Linked DNA regions of Sus scrofa: region 1 is linked to region 2. The links are chromatin contacts, called in public HiChIP or PLAC-seq maps. All regions are on one chromosome and are shown on one strand. The core of a region is the stretch at or near the end of the contact, and the rest is flanking DNA. Distances in the headings are between cores, read along the strand shown.

Region 1 (2,700 bases), core at 148-2,647, 140 kb before region 2:
GGTTCAATCCCTGGCCTCGTTCAGTGGGTTAAAGATCTGCTGTTGGCCATGAGCTGCGGTGTAGGTTGCAGAAGTGGCTCAGATCCCGAGTTGCTGCGGCTGTGACATAGGCTGTTGGCTACAGCTCCAATTAGACCCCTAGCATGGGAACCTCCATGCCGCGGCCCTAGAAAAGGCAAAAAAAAAAAGGATCCAGCATTGTCACTATTGGGGCTCTGGTCGCTGCTGTGGTGTGAGTTTGGTCCCTGGCCTGGGAACTTCTGCATGTCACGGGCACAGCCAAAAAAAAAAAAAAAAAAAAGAAGAAGAAGAAAAGAGAAAGAAATGACATGCTGCAACATGAATGAACCTTAAAAGCACTATGCTAAGTGAAAGAAGTCAAGAGTCAAGTCATAAAAAGGTCACCTTTTGGATGATTCCATTTATAAGGCATGTCCAGCATAAGCAATTCCATAGAGACAGAGGTAGATGTGTGGTTGTGTAAGACTGGGAGTGCTCGGAGAGTATCCATTAGTGAGCACGAGGTTTTTTAACAGGCAAAGAAAGTTTCCAAAACTAGACAGTGATGGTGGTTGCACAGCTGTGGATATACTGAAAACCACTGAACCTCACTCTCTAAAAGGGTGGATTTTGGAGCTCCTGCTGTGGCAGAACGAGTTAAGGATCCTGCTGTGGCATAGGTCCGCAGCTGTGGCTCAGATTTGATCCCTGGCCCATATGCCACAAGTGCAGCTAAACAAAAAGAGGGGCAGTGAATTTTACAGTATATGAATGAGATTTCAGTAAAGCTATTTTTTAATGAAAAAAATATATAAACGTGTCCTTTAAGAAAAGTTATTAAAATTAACAAGCAAAATTTTAAATTGAAATAATGGTTTGTTCTCAAGAAAAATAACGGTGTACTTGAATTGAGTGACAGTGTGCCTGGGTGGGAGGGACAGACCTCAAGGATCACGGCGTCTCCCTGGCTGCAGGACTACATCTCCAGAGCCCTGCTTGGGCAGCTGAATGGGGGCAGAGGGTGCAGCTATAGTCTCAAAAAAGCGGGTGAGAGAGGATGTAGGGGAGCGCATTTGATTCCTCCTTCCTGGCCTCCCAGCGCCCTCTTTGTCTTGTGGCATTTTAACCAGTGAACCAAGCCCCGCTCATCTGGGAATCCTCAGCGCCCAAGCTGCTCCCCGGGCGCGAGGTATTTATTGTTTGGCTCAGATCATGTAGTGGAATAATGAACGGGCACGGTGCCTCACAATGAGCGGGCAGGTCACTGTATTCCGCTCTGGCCGCTGGCTTTGGCGGTTGGTGACAGCGAAGGAGTCTAGGGCACTCGCAGGGCCTCTGTCCGGGGGGCGGGGCCGCAGCCTTTGTGCCGAGGCTGCTCCCAGATCCCGCCGCTAGGGGGCGGCCTCCCGCCCGCGGACCCCCGACAATAGCGCCAGGGGTAGGGAGCTGCGCGGGCCCGGAAACTTTTCCTTTCGTCTCCGCCGCCGCCGGCTCCCGGGACGGGAACTGGACACGCCCATCGCTAGCCCGCGGTCTGTGCGCTCGGCCTGGGGCCGCCACGGCAGAGCCGAACCAAAGAAGGGGGCGTGGGGTGGCAGCGCCGAGGACTGCGGGCGGCCGAGGAGGCTGCGCGCGGGTTCCTGGCCACGCGAAGGCGCGGGCACTGGGCGGGGTGGAGCCGAGCCAGCCATGGGGGAGGCGCCCAGCCCCGCGCCCGCGCTCTGGAACTGGGACTACCTGGACCGCTGCTTCGCCCGCCACCGCGTCTGCATCTCCTTCGGCCTGTGGATCTGCTCCTCCTCCTGCTGGATCGCCGCCCACGCGCTGTAATGGCAACCGGGACCGGGAGGCGCCGAGGAGGGGGCCGGGGAGGCCGCGGGGGTAGACTGGGGCGCTGCACCCTGCTAACTTGGAAACCTAGAGGGAAGGGGCCACATAGGGAGGATGCCGGAGGCAGCACAATTCCGGGATCAAAATGAACATTTTGCCGTAGACTGAAGTCAGATACTTCTTTCCTGAGTCCACGCACAGGGAAGCTGGGCTGGGAGCCAGCAGAAGGAGGCTGGGTGGTGCAGTGGACGGAGACTGGGTTCTATTGTCAGCTTTTCCTCCACTGACTGGCGGTGTGAGCTGGGCCAGCCGTAAAATCCCTGGGCCTCTTTTTCCTCATGCAAACGGGGATAGTAACTCACAGGACGGCTGAGAGGATTTAGTGAGTTAGTCCTGGTAAAGGTTTTAGTAAGTGCTCATTAGACAGCATTATTATAGCTCCAGCTCTGCCACCAACCCTTGGCAGAGGGCAAGGACCTCGGACAAGTTTCTCAATATTTCTGGCCTCAGTTTGTCCAAGGTTGTCTTAGCTGAGAAGGGGGTGCGACTATCTGACACTGGCCACAGACTTTGCCCTGGTCTGTCCAACACCTGCAGTGGTTTGGCCAGATGGTTATGGTAACTGAGCTTCTAAGGGTGAGGTCTGGCTAAGGATGGCCTCCAGGTCTTCTGCCACCCTGTCCAAGCTCCAGGGACAGTGCCACCCACGTATTCCCTGGCAGGGGAGGACTAGCCCTGGCTCACCTTGGGCATTAACTTACCTTTTGCCATACGCCTCAGTTTTTTCCTTTCAGATAGGAGCATTGAAATGAATTTTTTTTTGTCTGGCCGGTCAAGGAATGATTGGGAACTTTTGAGAACCCAGTAGCC
Region 2 (3,000 bases), core at 320-2,819:
AACCGTGAGACTGAGCCCAGGGGTGGGGAAGAGAGAGCTGTAGATCCATCTCAGTCCAGTGCGTGGTCCAAGCCAAAGGGTGCGAGGAAGTGCTCGGAAACCGTCCAGCTCCAAACAACCTCGGGGGCCAGGAGCAGCGTGTTCCAGGCTCTCTATAAGGTGACATTGGTGACTTGACTTGGGATGTGTGCTGCTCCAAATGAGGTGTCACCAAGTGTCGCGTACCAAAGGTGGTAGCTCCCCCCATTCACCCCAAGAAGTGTCTTTAAATGCTATGAACCAGAGCCTGAATGCTCCCTGCCCCTGGCGAAGCGTGCCCAAGTGCAGTGCACCAGAGGTCGTGGTCTCCTCCTTTCTTACGCTTGAGCAGCTAGGAATTCTGTTAGCCGTAAGGTGAACGACAAAAAAATGGCCCTGCTCCAAGGTCACGGGCAAGGGAGTCTCAGCGCCAAAAGATGGCGGGCGCGTCATCGAAGGGTCTCCGCGAAAACCAGACTCGCGATTTGTACATCCGGCCGGGGCCCTGCTCAGAGATAAATCTTCTGCGGAGGGAAGTATTTAATTTACATCCAGCGCTGTCGGAAGGAACTCCTTACCGCTAGAAGCGGTGGAATGGAAGCGTGGGAACTTTCTCTTGGGTACACTTACTAGTCCTCCGCCCGAGGCCTGGCGCGCGGAGCCGGTGGTTAAAAGAGAATTACAGCTTTTTGCTTGTTTTTTTTTTTTTTTTTTTTTTTTTTGGATTGGGGAGGGGACTACTAAGGAATGAAAGGGACCTGGATTGGGAGCCACAATCTGGCTTCCTCTCTAGCATTTTCGTACAAGGTTCCTCCGTGACCTTGACTCTGGGCAAGTTAGGTTAGGCCCCTCGCAGGGACTTAGTTTCCCTCTTCATAAAATGCGGACTTGGACTGTGAGCTGGTATTTGCACGGCCAGGTTGGTAAATTCCACCTCCTACCGCCAAAAAAAATGCCGTTCTCGCTTAGTAACACCCCGCACCCCAACCTCGAGCCCCCCTGTAGTGCCCTCCCTCCCCCTTTCTTTTCTCCTCCCGCCTGGGGGTGAGGGAGCTAAAGGGGAGGTGGTGGGCGTGGCCCGAATCTCGGCCCGCCCACCCACCGGTCCCGCCCCTCCTGACGTCCCCTTTGCGCCCCTCCGCCCTCGGCGTTGGATGAGGCAATCACGTGACCTCACATCCGGCGCGGGAGTCCCGAGCTCCCCGTGAGCGCTCCCCCGCCCGCCTGCGGGCTCTCCCGGCAGAGCGATCCAGGCGCCACAGCGGAGGGGAGGGGGGTTCGCTACGTCGCTGGCGGCGAGAGGCCGTTTGGGAGTGCAGACCGCCCCCCTCCCCTGCCTGCCTTCCCTTGCCGCCCGCCCTTGTTCTCGCCCTGCTCCGGCTGCACGCCGCAGCCGCGCGCGCGCCGAGGAAGAGAGCGCGGACGCCCCTGCGCCCCGGCTCGGCCCGGGCCCCGCCGCGGCGCCTCCCTCCCCTAACCCCGAGCCGCAGCGCGCGGCGGCGGCGGCGCCTCGAGCTCGAGCGACCCGCGGCCGCCGGCGCTGGCCGAGGGCGATGGGGCTGGGCTGAGGCGAGGCGGCGGCGGCGACAGCGGCGGGCCCTGGCCCCGGCCCCCGCGGCCCTTTGGCTGCTCCGGCCGGGAGGCCGCCGAGGAGACAGCGCCGCGGCGCCCGGTGAGTGGTCCCGGCTTCCCCGGGGCGCTGGAAGGCAGGGTGAACGGAGCGTGTAGCCGGTGGGTGGAGGTGATGGGGGAGGTTGGAGGAGGTGAATGGTATTGTCGGGGGTGGCGGGTACCAGGTGAGCTCTCGGTCGGCCTCCTCGGGCCGGAATTGGGCATCACTTCTCCTGGAAGGCGTGTGTGCGGAGGGGAGCGCTAAGACTGCGGAATGTCTGTCTGGGACAGGTGAGGCGAGAAGGAGGGCTCCACGTTGTGGGTGTGAAGGCCTGGTTGGGTCACGCCACTTGGGAAGAAGGCGAGTGTGTGTTGGGATTTGGGAGTGGGACGGTCGTCCAGCCCTTTTAGAAAGTTCAGGAGATGGTGAGGTCGAAGGTAAGGTATTAGAAGGGAGCTTGGATGGGTTTGTACGAGTGCTGACTGAGGAATCTTGAATTCGTCCTTAGCCACGGAGTAGTAGAGCTCCTTGCCAATTACCGCATTAAGCTAAGTGAGGCCCAGAGAGGAAAAGTGACTTATGACTTATCTAAGGCCTCTCACTTTGACTCTGTGATAGAACTAGAAAAACCCAAGGCCCTGTCTTCCATTACTTCATGGCCACTCTCTTTATACCCTTTCCTTCTCCCCACACCATGTGCACAGTGCGGTTCTGGTGGATGTGTGATCTCTTTGGGGTGGGGGGAGTGGTGCTGAGGGAATCTAATTGGGGGTTGACAGTAATTCAGAGCTTCTCCATTTGGAAAGATTTTGTGACAGGTGTTTATCATTACCTCTTCCCATAGATCTGACAGAAACATCCTTGGATCTTGGTGTCTGGACATAGGAGGTATGAATCACTCACATAATTAACTACTTTTAATCATCAGTGTTTTAGAGCTATATTTAGCGGTTATATTAGTACAAAACGAATGGGTATGGAGTGGTAAACCTAGAAACAGAAACCTGTGTTTCCTACACATGATCCCAAACTAAATGAGTAGAACATTTGTGTATGTAATGACTATTTTAGCTCTATGAGTCAGGAAGTTAGAATTTTTAAGAAATCTAACAAATGCTGGAAGGTTAAAGATCATTGCAGAATGAACACTGTTCTGAAGGCTTTGTTGCTAAATTGAAGGTATTCTGATTGGAGATTGTCTTTTGAAGGGCAGTTACTTAGTTAAAAGTGCTCTCTGCCCTTGGTTTGAATTCATCCTCTTTACCAAGTCACATGTGTTAATTTTGTTTCACTGGAATATGTGTTGTATTTTGCTCTTAGGAGGATTGTTGCTTGGCCTAATAGGTTATAGTTGCCAAAATAAAGGTATA

Evidence for each region. HiChIP or PLAC-seq counts read pairs in DNA pulled down with a chosen protein or histone mark.
Region 1: an H3K27ac HiChIP or PLAC-seq map of skeletal muscle shows a contact between it and region 2. The contact joins the promoter of TMEM44 here to the promoter of ATP13A3 in region 2. A contact is called at or near these places in 1 of 5 promoter capture datasets (fetal liver), 2 of 47 Hi-C or Micro-C datasets (embryonic fibroblasts and epiblast stem cells) and 1 of 2 datasets of contacts at active chromatin or transcription factors (skeletal muscle).

Annotation. Positions count from the first base shown.
Region 1 is chr13:131,612,477-131,615,176 of Sscrofa11.1, reverse strand. It overlaps TMEM44 (transmembrane protein 44), which reads left to right and starts at 1,397. Exons shown (of 10, transcript XM_021070073.1): 1 at 1,397-1,826. The coding sequence starts at 1,690.
Region 2 is chr13:131,474,674-131,477,673 of Sscrofa11.1, reverse strand. ATP13A3 (probable cation-transporting ATPase 13A3) reads left to right here and starts at 1,569. Exons shown (of 34, transcript XM_021070069.1): 1 at 1,569-1,690; 2 at 2,475-2,518.